Regions from separate parts of the Ovis aries genome. Here region 2 is linked to region 1. Evidence: chromatin contacts called from public Hi-C data. All regions are on one chromosome and are shown on one strand. The core of a region is the stretch at or near the end of the contact, and the rest is flanking DNA. Distances in the headings are between cores, read along the strand shown. Region 1 holds the start of CEP68 (centrosomal protein 68). Region 2 has its middle 64 kb from the start of SLC1A4.

Region 1 (6,913 bases), core at 373-2,872:
CGGAACTATGCCAAGCACTTTATGTCAATATTTTATTTATTCCTCAGAAATCATGAAGTAGGTACTACTGTCACTCCCATTTTACTGAGGAAACTGAGGCACGAAGAAGTTACCTTAACTTATCCAAAGGTAGTAACAAGGTTGAGCTAAGGGATTTGACTTGAGAGCCACACAGCTCAATTGCTTTCCTCACCTGTACGAATAACTGGCCCAACATGTCAATGGAATTAAAGGGTTTTGTCGACTTTTGGCTACACTACTGATTTTTTGCTTTCTTTTGGCTTCCTGCAACCACTGAGTGTCTTCTGTGCTCCAAGCGCTGTCCTAGGGGCTGGGGAAACCACAATAAAGTGTGATGTATAAAGACAGAGGCTACAAAAGGCAGACCAGAGTAAGGAGTGATTATCAGTTGAGGGGTAGGGAAAGACCTTTAAAAAGCTTTCCAGAAGAGGTGAAACCTGAGTTATTTGCTCTTTTCTGTAGCAGGAGACCCAGAACTGACTGACCCAGGTGGTGGAAGGAACAATAATGAGAAGGGATGACCTCTACCTTTTTTTTTTCCTTTTATTGAAGGATAATTGCTTTACAGAATTTTGTTACCTCAACCTCTTTTAATCAAGCCTTGTACCGTTGATTTCTTGACCCAAAACACTATCATGCATTTTAACAACAACCTTCACATCCTAGGTCTAGGAACGTAAGGGTTTTTATGAATGTCAACTATCTTCGGGTGCGCCCTCCCCACCCCCCTCCAGTAAACTCCCAGTGAGGTCCAAATCTGCTGTGGCACTGGCTGGTTTCCGTTCATTTTCATTACAAACAATATACCGAACCCAACCCAATAATTATAAAGGGCCTGAAACAGGTTTTGGACTTGTGCCCCTGGGCTGAGAACCATTCTAGTGATGACAGTTGGAAAGGGTGGCCTTTCCAGGCAAAACATGTGAGACGAATTGCATTTTCTCCTCGGCAGCGGGGGCCGCCGCATTCAAAGCGACCAGAAGGCATCGTTCGTCTCCATCTTAATAGCCGGAATGACCCTGAGCGGGTGAGAGAGGGTCTCTAAGGCAGCCCAGATCCAGGAGCAGCTCGAGCCCCTAACTCCCGGAGCACCTGGGCAGGGCGAGCGCGCAGGGTAATAAACAAGACACGCCCGAGGCGAGGCCGCAAAGGAGAGAGTTCTCTGAAACCCGGGCAGCAACGCGGCGCAGCTGCTTGGACAGGATGCCCGGACACGCTCGCTCCCGCGGCCAGATTTCGCCGCGCTCAGGCTTTTCCAACGACGGCCTCCCGCCTCCGCGCCCCGACTCCCGGCCGCTACCCTCATCCGCCGTTCCGCCTGCAAAATGGAGGCTCAGGCACGAGGCGCCCCCTGCCCCTTAAAGCCTCGGCGCCCTTAGAGGAAGGGGACGCAAGGCCCCGCGGCCCGCCCCCGCAGGGCGAGGGGGCCGGGCCGCAGCCCCCCGAACTCCGCGCCTGTGCACCAGCCGGTCGCTACCTACCGCGTCCGGAACCCTTCGGACTCCCCGAACGAGCTGGCGGCGTCAGCAGTCGCATGCGGCAGCTCCGAAGACGGAGTCCCAGGTGGTCACCGAGGCCCTCCCGCCGGAGTCCTGAACGCCTGGGGCGGGACCGACCGCCGGTCACGCCCTCCGTTGCCCCGCCTCCGCGCCAGGGCGCCTTCGGAGAGGCGCGACCAATCCCAGCCCTCAGGCCGGAGGGTCGACCAATGCACTACCCGCTCCTGCAAGAACAGCCCACCCCTGGTACCACCTTGGCCTATAGGAAGCCGGCGCTTCTTCGGTCGGCCGTCCTTCCTCGCCTTCCGCGCTGGCGGCTCACGTTCTAGTGTCCTGGATGAAAGGGGTAGTGAGAGGGCGCGTAGTCCCTGGCTGCGAGGAACGGTGGGTGCCATCGGGCTCTCTGTTTTAGGTAGTCGGCCGCAGCCCAAGTCATGCACCCGTTCATTTCCATTCATTTTGGGCAAAGCGCCTGGCAGTGTTCCTGGCACGCTTCTGCCAGAGAGGCGGACCCAGTCTTCGTGCGTCTGTTTACATTCGCATCTTAACAATTAGGCGTGTGACCGAGGCCTGAACAGGTGCCACAGCGCTCTAGCGCCGGAAGATGGCGAGGTCCCTCCGGCCTGATGGTTGGGGACAGCTTTAGGTGGAACCTTAGGCAGGCTCGGAAAGGATGGGAGGCTTGTGAATAAATGAACCAGGAGCTGCTTAGCGGCTCTCCGAGCAGCCCGTTCCGATGGGAAATCGGTGATGGAATTTGAGGGGAAGTGGGATCCAGCTCGTGGGAGGCCACGATGCACATCCTCTTCTGCCACCTCCTCCTCTCCTCCAGCTAGCATGAGGCCTGGGAGCTTAAATGCACAGTTTGTACTGCTGAGCGAATCCTGGGATATAAAAGAACTACCACCGGCCTGGAGTGGGGAAGGGATCACCTGGTAATCTGTGTCAGGCCCGTCCTGCGTTCTGATAGGTTTACCCAGCAGCACTTGAGCAATCTGGCTTACCTTGAATGTCTCTCACCAGTTCGTCAAACAGATCTGTAAATGTCTGAACCCCCGCTGTGGGCAACCTGAATTCCAGAGCACACATTCTTTACCATTAAGCTCTTTGGCCTCAGAGAGGTTACCAGATAAAAACCTGTTGGGTCTTCCGGAACCTGCAATGATAGCGGGGGGTTCTGTCTAATCCAAGAGTCATAAACTTTGACAGAGAAGAAATTAGCCCACATGGTTTCTTGGTTTTACTTGGGCAACACATTGATTTTATTTGCTTTTGCTTTTTAGGCAAGAAATTTAAATCCCATAAGCACCACCTCTGTGTTAAGTAACAGCCAGCCTGACACTGGAAGATGTTTTTGTTTGTGGCCCTTGGTCTTCTCTGAATACACAGAAGACCTCGGGTTGTCATCCAGTCACACTGGTTGAGACTTGGGGCTTTCCTAGCCAAGACAACCAGCTGGACAGAGAATGAACCAAGTCAAACAGGTAACCAGGTCGAGGATAGAATCAGGGTACCAAATACAAGTGAAGGGAATTTGAAAACAAAATCAAGGGGAAATAAGTAAGCTCTCAAAAAGCCAAGGAAGTTATGGGAGGTGGAGTTTGAAATAAGCAGACTATGAGCGCAAAAGTAATTCTGAAGTTGGCAAAACAGCCCAGTACCCCTGTTGTATGTCAGGTCCCAGATCAAATCCCACCTTGATCTCCTCAACCTGATGCGCCCTCTTCCTCCTTTCAGCTCTGCAGCACTGTGTGTACCTTGTGCCTAGCCTTTATAATTTTCAACCCTGTACGGTTTCCTTGTCTGTAAGAGGGCGTAGGATGGATGACTCCTGAGGTTCCTTTTAGCAATGTTCACATCCATGCTCAGTCACTCAGTTGTGTCCGACTCTTTGCAACCCCATGGACTGTAACCAGCCAGGGTCCTCAGATTTTCCAGGCAAGCATCCTGGAGTGGGTTGCCATTTCCTTCTCCAGAGGATCTTCCCCTTCTAGGGATGTATCTCCTATATCTCCTGCACTGGCAGGTGTATTCTTTACCACTGTGCCACCTTTTAGCTATGACTTCCTGTAATTGTGTGTTGTGAGCATCTTTTGCTTTTGCCTGAGAAGTGATCTTTCCTTTGAGGAATTGTCTGAAATCCCTTGGATCAGATGAATCTTTAGGGGCATCACATTTCTCACCTCCCAAGGCAGGAAGGATAGAGAACAAGAAGGCATGGAGCCCAGGGCAGGCCAACTATAATCTCCTTCCTCTTCTCCACAAAGGTGTGACCCAACCTGAAATGGCCTGAATCCCTGTCTGGGATTTTAAAGAATGAGGCTGAGAGAGAGTTTCTTACCTATGGTGCCTCTAAGCTTAAGCAAAATAAATCTAGAAATGTATATGGTTATATTTCTTATATCAGAAAAGCTGGGAGACCAGGTCTGGAAATGGTAAAAATCCAGTAAGACTGGGGAGCAAGATTCTCAGCCCAAGCCACACTGCTCCAGCCGCTCTGGTTAGGATTTATGTCTGCACTTTCAGTGCCACCGTGAAGTATTTTCCAACTCTTCTGTGATGTTAGGTATTCATTCAAGATTCAAGTTTTGGGCAGGACTGAAGGCAATGGCACCCAACTCCAGTACTCTTGCCTGGAAAATCCCATGGACGGAGGAGCCTGGTGGGCTGCTGTCTATGGGGTCACACAGAGTCAGACACGACTGAAGCCACTTAGCAGCAGCAGCAGCAGCATTGACTTGTCTAACTGTAGGTCATATTCCTGTGTTCTAACTACCATTAGGCAAGGAGAGTTCTGGTTTCTGTCGTGGTTTGTGCTGGATCAGTTGGCTTCTAGTGTGGGAGAGGGGCCCAACCTCAATCTAAGACTCAGAGTAGGGGGGCTCACTCCAAATCAGAAGGATATTCAGGTCCTGGTGGCTAAAAGGACCTCCACTATAGTCCATTTCTGAGGCTGCACAATGCAACCATGTCTCCTACAGCAACAAAATATGTCCTCATGCCTGCCCCAAAGGAGAAGAGTTCGAAGGCTCAGCGGTCATTGTATCTGGTCCCGGGGCCAAGTATGCAGGTGATGGTCCATTTGAGACAGGCTGGGACCTGGGACCCTTTACTGCAGTGCTTGCACCTGGACATCTCCTCTAGCAACAAAATACAAAGAAACTATAAGAGACTAAAAATAACTGCATGTGTGAGCAGGTGGCACAAACTATGAACAAAAAAATACAAAAAGGCCAAAACCCAACTGCCACTTCTGAGGTTCCGGGAGCAAAAGCAGGGTGCCATGCATGATGCCTGCACATAGCACCACAAAGGGGTGGGCAGACCACTCAAACCCCTTCTGGCCCCCACAGATCCACCCCTCCCCTCACCCCACTTAAGGAACCAGCTGCCCCCTTCGGGGAGTGGGAGTGAAAGTGAAAGTGAAGTCGCTCAGTCGTGTCCGACTCTTTGCCACCCGTGGACTGTAGCCCACCAGGCTCCTCTGTCCATGGGATTCCCCAGGCAAGAATACTGGAGTGGGTTGCCATTTCCTTCTCCAAGGGAACTTTTTACTTGACTTTACTCCCTCATGCTACAGCACTAGTCCCCGTAGAGCCTTGCCTGAACTCCTCCTCTGTCCTCTTATCAGGGTCTATTGATTAAAGTCCGGGTTGGTAACACATTCATCTTCTAAATCTTCATCAGTACCCTATCTCAATGTAATATGTAGACTAAATTTTGGAGTTAACCATCACTGATATACTTTAAATGCAATAATGAAGAGAAAGAGGATGAAAATCGCTTAAAAATCACTGAAAACTTTACATTTGTAAATACAGCAAGAAGGGAGTCTACACTCCTCATTTTTTAAACTGGTATATGCTTGCTTGTGTGCATGCTCAGTTGTGTCCGACTCTTTGAACCCCACGGACTATGGCCCACTAGGCTCCTCTGTCCATAGGATTTCCCAGGCAAGCTTACTGGAGGGGTTGCCATTCCCTTTCCAGGGAATCTTCCTGACCCAGGAATGGAACCCCTATCTCCTACATTTCAGGCAGATTCTTAGCCACTGGGGAAGCCTGCACAATGTGAGAAATTTGAGTTCAGTTTTATTTAGGGCAAAATGAGGACGAAAGCCTGGGAAACAGCCTCTCAGAGAGCTCTGAGGCACTGCTCTGAAGAGGTCGGGGAGGAAGTCAGGACATATGGGAGCTTAGTGAAGGGGTCACTTGCACTTAAGCACACATTTTGGCAGAAGGTTGCTTCAGTCATGAGGGACAGATGTCTCTGGTAACAATTTTAGTGCTTTTCTAGGTAGTGGAGGAGCCTGGGGGGCTGCAGTCCATGGGGTCACTAAGAGTCGGACATGACTGAGCGACTTCACTCTCACTCTTCACTTTCATGCATTGGAGAAGGAAATGGCACCCCACTCCAATGTTCTTGCCTGGAGAAACCCAGGGACAGGGGAGCCTGATGGGCTGCCGTCTATGAGGTCGCACAGAGATGGACATGACTGAAGCGACTTAGCAGCAACAGCAGCAGGTATGAGGTATCAGAAATTGGGCTCATGAAAACTCCTCCTGAAAACATCTAACTAACTGAAGGCCTGTCCTGCCAATTTTTCCCAGAGCACAGAGTGCCTCATTCCTAAGGTCCACCCTGAACCTGAAGGATGTGCTGAAAGTCAGAGAGTGCAGTGGCCAAAGACTTCATTCTTGTAGAACCAGAGGATGACTGCCAATTTTTATTTGGTGGTAACAGACCATTCATTAGCCTCTGAAGTGGTACCAGATGGAAAAACTTCTACAAAAGAGCTGCTAAACTGGGGGTGCCAGCAGGCATCTTGAGGCTTCTAGGCGGGTGTAGCGTCAGGGAAGGAACTTCACTTGGCCTGTATACTCCACCTCGCTGACAGGAAGAAGACATGCACAGAGAAAGTTGACTTGGGAGTAATGGTTAACTTTGGACATAAAGTGAAAGTGAGATGTCTAGTGGTGCTGATTTGCGGTTAGTTGGAGGCATATAGAGCTGAAGTTCAGAAGTCAGAGCTGGAGGTGAAAATGAGGTAGAGATATGTTAAGATTATTAAGCAGAAACCTCAAGTAAATAGAGTTTAGAGACCAGAATGGGGGCTCACTCATGCCCTGCAACCATAGCAGAGCCCAACAGAAAGAAGAACTGACACCTCTTCTTTCCTGGCAAGGAAAAGTCAAGGACACTGTTTACTACAGCACTCTCCCATGCCTTTGCCCCTCTGAAAAAGCAGTCTCCTTCCCTTAAGGTGGGGAACTTGCACGACAGAGTTGAAGACCCCCGCCTTGCGAATTTCAGTTGATCCCAAATAAACCCATCTTTATTGGAGAAATATCTGGCAGTCTCTTTTTAAAGATGTTTTGAAAAAAATGTGGACT
Region 2 (6,750 bases), core at 3,222-5,721, 120 kb after region 1:
CCGAGGAATTGATATTTTTGAACTGTGGTGTTAGACTCTTGAGAGTCCCTTGGACTGCAAGGAGATCCAACCAGTCCATCCTAAAGGAGATCAGTCCTGGGTGTTCATTGGAAGGACTGATGTTGAAGCTGAAACTCCAATACTTTGGCCACTTGATGCGAAGAGGTGACTCATTTGAAAAGACCCTGGGAAAGATTGAGGGCTGGAGGAGAAGGGGACGACAGAGGATTAGATGGTTGGATGGCATCACCAACTCGATGGACATGGGTTTGGGTAAACTCCGGGAGTTGGTGATGGACAGGGAGGCCTGGCGTGCTGCAGTTCATGGGTCGCAAAGAATTGGACACGACTGAGCGACTGAACTGAACTGAACTGAGTCAAAGCTATGGTTTTTCCATAGTTATGAATGGATGTGAGAGCTGGACCATAAAGAAAGCTAAACCCTGAAGAATTGATACTTTTGAACTGTGGTGTTTGAGAAGACTCTTGAGAGTACTTTGGACTGCAAGGAGATCAAACCAATCAATCCTAAAGGAAATCAGTCCTTGCTGAAGCTGAAGCTCCAATATTTTGGCCACCTGATGTGAAGAAAAGACTTACTGGAAAAGACCCTGATGCTTAGAAAGATTTTAAGCAAAAGGAGAAGGGGATGACAGAGGATGAGATGGTTGGATGGCATCACTGACTCGATGGACATGAGTTTGAGCAAGCTCTGGGAATTGGTGATGGACAGGGAAGCCTGGCATGCTGCAGTCCATGGGGTCACCAAGAGGCAAAACACGATTGAGCAGCTGAACTGAACTGACTGACTATCTTGCATGATGAGATAAAGAAATGCACGAGAGTTCTAGCAGCTCTGCATCTTCTCCAGAACTTGAACTTGATATGGTAAGTGTTGTTGATAGTAACCATTCCAGTAGGTGTATGGTGAAACCTCATTGTGGTTTTGATTTACATTTCCCTACTGAGTAATGGTATTAAGGATTATTTCATGTACTTAATGTTTTTGCTCTTTTTCTTGGTTAAGTGTCTATTCAATCTTTTGCACATTTTTCTGGATTGTTTGTTTTGTCATAGTTGAGTTGCATTACTATTTTTAAGAGCTTTATTGATACTAACAGACGTACAATATATTGTACATGTTTAAAATGGATAGCTTGATAAATTTGGCATAAGCTTACATCCATGAAACCACTGCCACAATCAAGGTAATGGACATATCCATTGCCCCCCAAAGTTTCCTCACACCACTTAATAATCCTTTTTCCATTCCTCTTCCTGCCAACACCCACTCCCCAGGCAACCAGTAATCTGCTCATTATGAGTTAGTTTGCATTTTACAGAATTTTATATAAATAGAATCATACAGTAAGTACTTTAAAAATCTGGCTTCTTTCACTTAGCATAATTGTTCTGCCATCCATCCATGTATGCATCAACAGGTCATTCCTTTTTCAAAAAGTTAAAATCAGATAATAAAAATTTAGTTTCAAGTTATCAAATTATTTTCCTCACTGACGGTTTCAACAAATATAACAAGGTCTTATTTGATCTTCAGCAAACCTAGGTACAACAGAAGTACTACTTAACACTGATGATGCTAAAGACATGTCAATATTAGTCAAACCAACAAGTTTCAGCTAGCTTCAATACCAGATATCGACTCAGTACTGAATATTTCCCAGATCACTTGAACCTGAAATTCATTCTGATCAGTTTCTTTTATATTCCTGAGAATTCATATAAGCACTTAATTTCTCTTAAGCCAATTAAACAGAGCTCATCCACAAACCAATTCTGACAATGCCATTAGAAGGCAGAGGCATCTCATATTTATAAGGGGCATACATACATCTATGGGGCTACCGTGGTGGCTCAGTGGTAAAGAATCTGCCTGCAATGCAGGAGATCCAGGAGATGCAGGTTCAGTCCCTGGGTCAGGAAGATCCCCTGGAGGAGGGCATGGCAACTCATTCTAGTATTCTTGCCTGGAGAATCTCATGGACAGAGGAGCCTGGCAGGCTATAGTCCATAGAGTTCCAAAGAGTCAGACATGACTGAAGCAACTAAGCACGCACGTATGCACATGTATCTACATAGACATAGCAACCTTACCGTTTTGCTCTGGTCACTCTTATTTAGTTATTATGGACAAACAGGCTTCCATAGTGGTCTGGCTCTTGAAAGAGAAAGGACCCAGAGTGGTTTGCAATAAGCAAAGCCTGAAAGGGAAGTGAGTCCAGATGAAGCAAGTAGAATTTTCCCATCCCACAAGAGACAGAGTGGTTCATCCCAAAATGATACAAAAACACAAACAACAAATAAGATAAGGTTCCACAGACAGAAAATCAGAAGAGGTGTAGTCTAAAAATTCCACTTCCTCTCCCACATGGAAGCCTCCAAATAGATTGGCCTAGGTCTTTTTAAAAAATTATTTATTTAATTGGGGCTTCCCTGGTGGCTTAGTTGGGAATCCATCTGCAATGGAGGAGACCTCAGTTTGATCCTGGGTTGAGAAGATCCTCTGGAGAAGGGGTAGCTACCCAGTACAGTATTCTTGGGCTTCCCTTGTGGCTCAGCCTGCAATGCAGGAGACCTGGGTTTGGTCCCTAGGTTGGGAAGATCACCTGGAGAAGGGAAAGGCTACATTTTTGGCAGCACTGAGTGTTGCTGCATTCAGGCCCTCTCTAGTTGTACCAAGCAAGGCCCACTCTCAAGCTGTGGTGTGCGGGCTTCTCACTGCACTGGCTTCTCCTGTGGAGTGCAGGCTCTAAGGCACACGGGCGTCAGTACTTGTGGTTGTACAGGCCCAGTTGCCCCACAGCATGTGGAATCCTCTTGGATCAGGGATCAAACTCACGTTCCCTGAACTGGCAGGAGGATTCTTAACCACTGGACTTCCAGGGAAATGCTGGCCCAGCTCTTGAAAGAGAATGGGGAAAAAAAAAAAAAAAAGAAGAAAGAGAATGAACTCAGAGTGGCTGGCTTCCTGGAAGAGAATGAACCTCTGCAGAGGCCCTGGTGCTGAGGAACTCAGAGGAGGGACCCAGGCTTTTTTCCTATGATTCCTCCTCTAGTGACAAGAATTGCAGTTAGCCTATATCAACCACTGCAGGGGCCCAAAGGATTTCTTTGCACTTCCTCTGAGATATCCGACCACCTCCATCAAAATCCAGGCGCCTGACATTTCCACCTATTTCTAGGGGGAAGTGACCCTGCCTTGATGGCACCAGGCAAGGAGTGTGGTCTCCATAGGTTTTGTGCTTGAAGTGGGTCTAAGCTTGCTTTGAAAGTCTGAATCATCCTTCTGGGACAGAGCATGGATTATGAGTTATAAGCCTGTAGCAGAAGAGAGAGGGGGGCGATTAACTGTGAAGAATTCTGGCTCCCAGGTCCCAGCCTGCCTCCTGGACCACACCAGGTTCTGACTAGCCAGTACCTGCCACAGCCTGAGGGTACTTTGAAAAGTTACTGCGACAGCTGAGGCCTCATCATGGGATGAGGTGGGGGCCACGGAGGAGGGAGTGCGGGGGGAGGCAGTGGGGATTTGGACTAATATCCTTTGAAGTCACAGTCCTTCTCTAGAACTGGGCTCAAATGCTTTGGTGCAGGTGAGCTTTTCAGGATTTTAGGGTCCCTGAGTTGAGTGCTAAGTCACTTCAGCTGGGTCAGATTCTTTGTGACCCTATGGACTGTAGCCCCCAGGCTCCTCTGTCCGTGGGATTCTTCAGGCAAGAATAGAGGAGTGGGTTGCTATTTCCTTCTCCACAGGATCTTTCTGACCCAGGGATTGAGGGCTGACTGGTTCTCAAAGGGCAGTCTCTGGGTCAGCAGTCTCCCAGCCACCTGGGAACTTGTTCGAAATGCAGACTGTCAGGCCACCCCAGACCTCTAAGGTAGAGGCCAGCATCTGCCTTTTAAAAAGCCTTCTGGGTGATGGTGATGTAGGCTAAAGTTTGAGAAAGTTTAGAAAACGACTCCTTAAAAAAATCGCCCACCAGCCCACTCCTGATCACCTCATCCCTCCCTCTCTCGCTCGCTCGCTCGCTCTCTCTCTCTCTCTCTCTCTCTCTCTCTCTCTCTCACACACACACACACACACACACACACACACACACGACTGGCAAAGAGCCAGAGCGTTCATCTGTGGACCGAGAAGCCGGGTCAGTCGGAAGCTGACTTGTACAATCAGAAGGCGTCCCTCCCTCTAGCCTTCCAACAGGAGCCCCCTTGCTTCCGCCACGACTTTCGCACAGTCCTTACTCAATTCTTTGCGCCAACCTTGCTTTTGCATTCCAACTCTGCACAAAGCTGAGGTCTGTTTTCCCATTATCTTTCAGATGAATGCTTGGATCGGTGTCCGGCGGCCAGAGCGTGCCTGGTAATCCGAAGCAGAGACCTGGAAGTCTCAGGGCCCTGTTCGGGCTTCTTGCAGCAGAGCCAGCAGGAAGCCGGTTGGAGACGAAAGGACGTTGGTGGCACAGCGCCACCCTGTGGCGGCAAGGGAAAACCGCTCGGCCACGCGGTCTGTGCGTTGAGCGTGGGGTTGGCAGGGACCTTAAACCTTATCAAGTCCAAACACAACAAAATGCCCATTTAAAGAGCATTTACTGATCACTGCTTTATCTTGCTATAGCTTCAGATTTACCTAGGCGGTAGATAAGGTCACACAGCTGCTAAAAGAGAGTCTGGCGATGAGTCCCCGGAGTCCATACCGAGGCCACACAGCTGAGTACCACTCTGCCCTTTCAGGCTCTTTCAGATTCTGGTGAGGAGCGCTCTTTATAGTCTGGCTCCTCAACCTCCTGTGCAGGCAGCACCTGGGGATCCTGTTACAATGCACACCCTGATTCAGCAGATCTGGGTAAGCACCCAAGATCCTGCATTTCTAAGGGCTCTCGGATAATGCTGATGCTGGGCCATGGACCTCACTAAAGGCAAGACCCAGAGCAAGACCCGGCAGAACATAGGAAGGTCTGGCTCTGTACGGTCCAACACACTGGCCGCAGCCACCTGTGATCATCAAGCTCTTGGAATATGGCCACTGCAAGTGAGAAACTGAAGTTTTTGTTAATTTCAACTAATTCAAATAGTCCCTCTGTGGCTAGCATCTTCCATACTGGCCAGAGCAGGGTCCTTCATGAAGGGGGCTTCAAATAGCTTGTCATCGAAGAGCCAAAATTCCACAGTTAACCTGGTATTATTGATTAACAGATGTTTAGAGCCATGGGAGATTAATTGTTTTTGTTTAGTCGCTAAGTCATGTATGACTCTTTTGTGACCCCACAGACTGTAGCCTGCCAGGCTCCCCTATCCATGGGATTTCCCAGACAAGAATACTGGAGTGGGTTGCCATTTCCTACTCTAACAGACATTCCTGACCCAGGGATTGAACCCACATCTCTTTACCACTTAGCCACAGGGAAGTGGGGGAGATTAACATACTCCAATCCTTGAAGATGTAAGATATATACGTACACACACATACAATGGAATATTACTAGATCAAAAAAATGAAATGTCATTTGCAGCAACATGGATGGATTTAGAGATTATCATACCAAGTGAAGTAAGCCAGGTGAAGACAAATGTCACACGCTGTCACTTATATGTGGGCCCTAAAAAGTGGCACAAATGAACTTAAGGACAAAACAGAAATAGATTCACAGGAAAAAAACAGCTTAAGGCTACCGAAGGGGAAAGGGGATCAATTAGGATTTTTGGATTAAAGTATACCACTACTACATATAAAACAGGCAACCAACAAAGACCTACTCTATATAGCACAGCAAACTATGCTCAATATCTTATAATAATCTAAAAGGGAAAGGATTCTGAACAAGAGAGACATACGTATGTATAACTGAATCACTTGGTTGTATGCCTGAAACTAAACATTGTAAACCAACTATACTTCTTTAAAAAAAAAAATAGGGAAAAAAATATATATGTTTATATATATACTCCGACATTACCATCTTACATGTGAGGAAATGGAGGCCCAGAGACTCAGTGACTTGCCCCAGAGTCACAGAGCTGGTCCAGCATTCTTTCTACTGCTATAGTCCCAACCTGAGACACTTCTCCGTGGGTACAACAACATAAATAATATACTGAAATCAAATGTTATTTATTATTTTACACAACATCTTCCTTGGTGGCTCAGACGGTAAAGCGTCTGCCTACAATGTGGGAGACTTGGGTTCAATCCCTGGGTCACGAAGATCTCCTGGAGAAGGAAATGGCAACCCACTCCAGTATTCTTGCCTGGAAAATCCCATGGAGAGGGGAGCCTGGTAGGCCACAGTCCGTGGGGTCGCAAAGAGTCGTACACGACTGAGTGACTTCACTTCACTATGAATCAGTTAACCAAGTTTAAAAGTTATCCAACTTTGCAAGTAAATTAACTGACTTTTGGTTATATTTATAAGACCTGGATCACACAAAAAGAATCATCCCCTTTTATGGGATATTTTGCAAGGCCAGGGTCCTTGGCCAAGTCAAAATTAAGGATAGCCCTGTTCAGATGCCCTGGTGTAGCCAGTGTCTTTGCACAGGTGATGTGGCTGTTTCAGTTGGTACAAGTGTGCCAGGCACCACCTGGGTGACAAGATGACTAAACAGGTTGTCTTTTATCACACTGGAATGAATGATTTAATTGATTGTTCACTCAAAAAAAATCGTCTTTTCTGCTTGAAAAGGAATATATGTCCATTATGTACAGTTTAAAACTTGCACCAAAAGTATTGT

The links. A called contact is a pair of places that touch in the nucleus more often than the background predicts.
Region 2: a Hi-C map of blood shows a contact between it and region 1, with 5 times the contacts expected there. The contact joins the enhancer-like site here to the promoter of CEP68 in region 1. A contact is called at or near these places in 12 of 16 Hi-C or Micro-C datasets (blood, hypothalamus, liver and 6 more).

The regions. Positions count from the first base shown.
Region 1 is chr3:43,277,197-43,284,109 of ARS-UI_Ramb_v3.0, forward strand. It overlaps CEP68 (centrosomal protein 68), which reads right to left and starts at 1,623. Exons shown (of 6, transcript XM_060412038.1): 1 at 1,503-1,623. It overlaps LOC132659390 (a long non-coding RNA gene), which reads right to left. Exons shown (of 2, transcript XR_009599811.1): 2 at 6,234-6,913.
Region 2 is chr3:43,395,665-43,402,414 of ARS-UI_Ramb_v3.0, forward strand. No RefSeq gene overlaps it. Among named protein-coding and RNA genes, the nearest start is that of SLC1A4, 64 kb to the left of the region's middle. Within about 2 kb of position 4,472, at least 15 of the 54 cell types and tissues checked have an H3K27ac peak or open chromatin away from gene starts, as enhancers often do. A contact at or near this core is called in hypothalamus and liver, where this site is marked.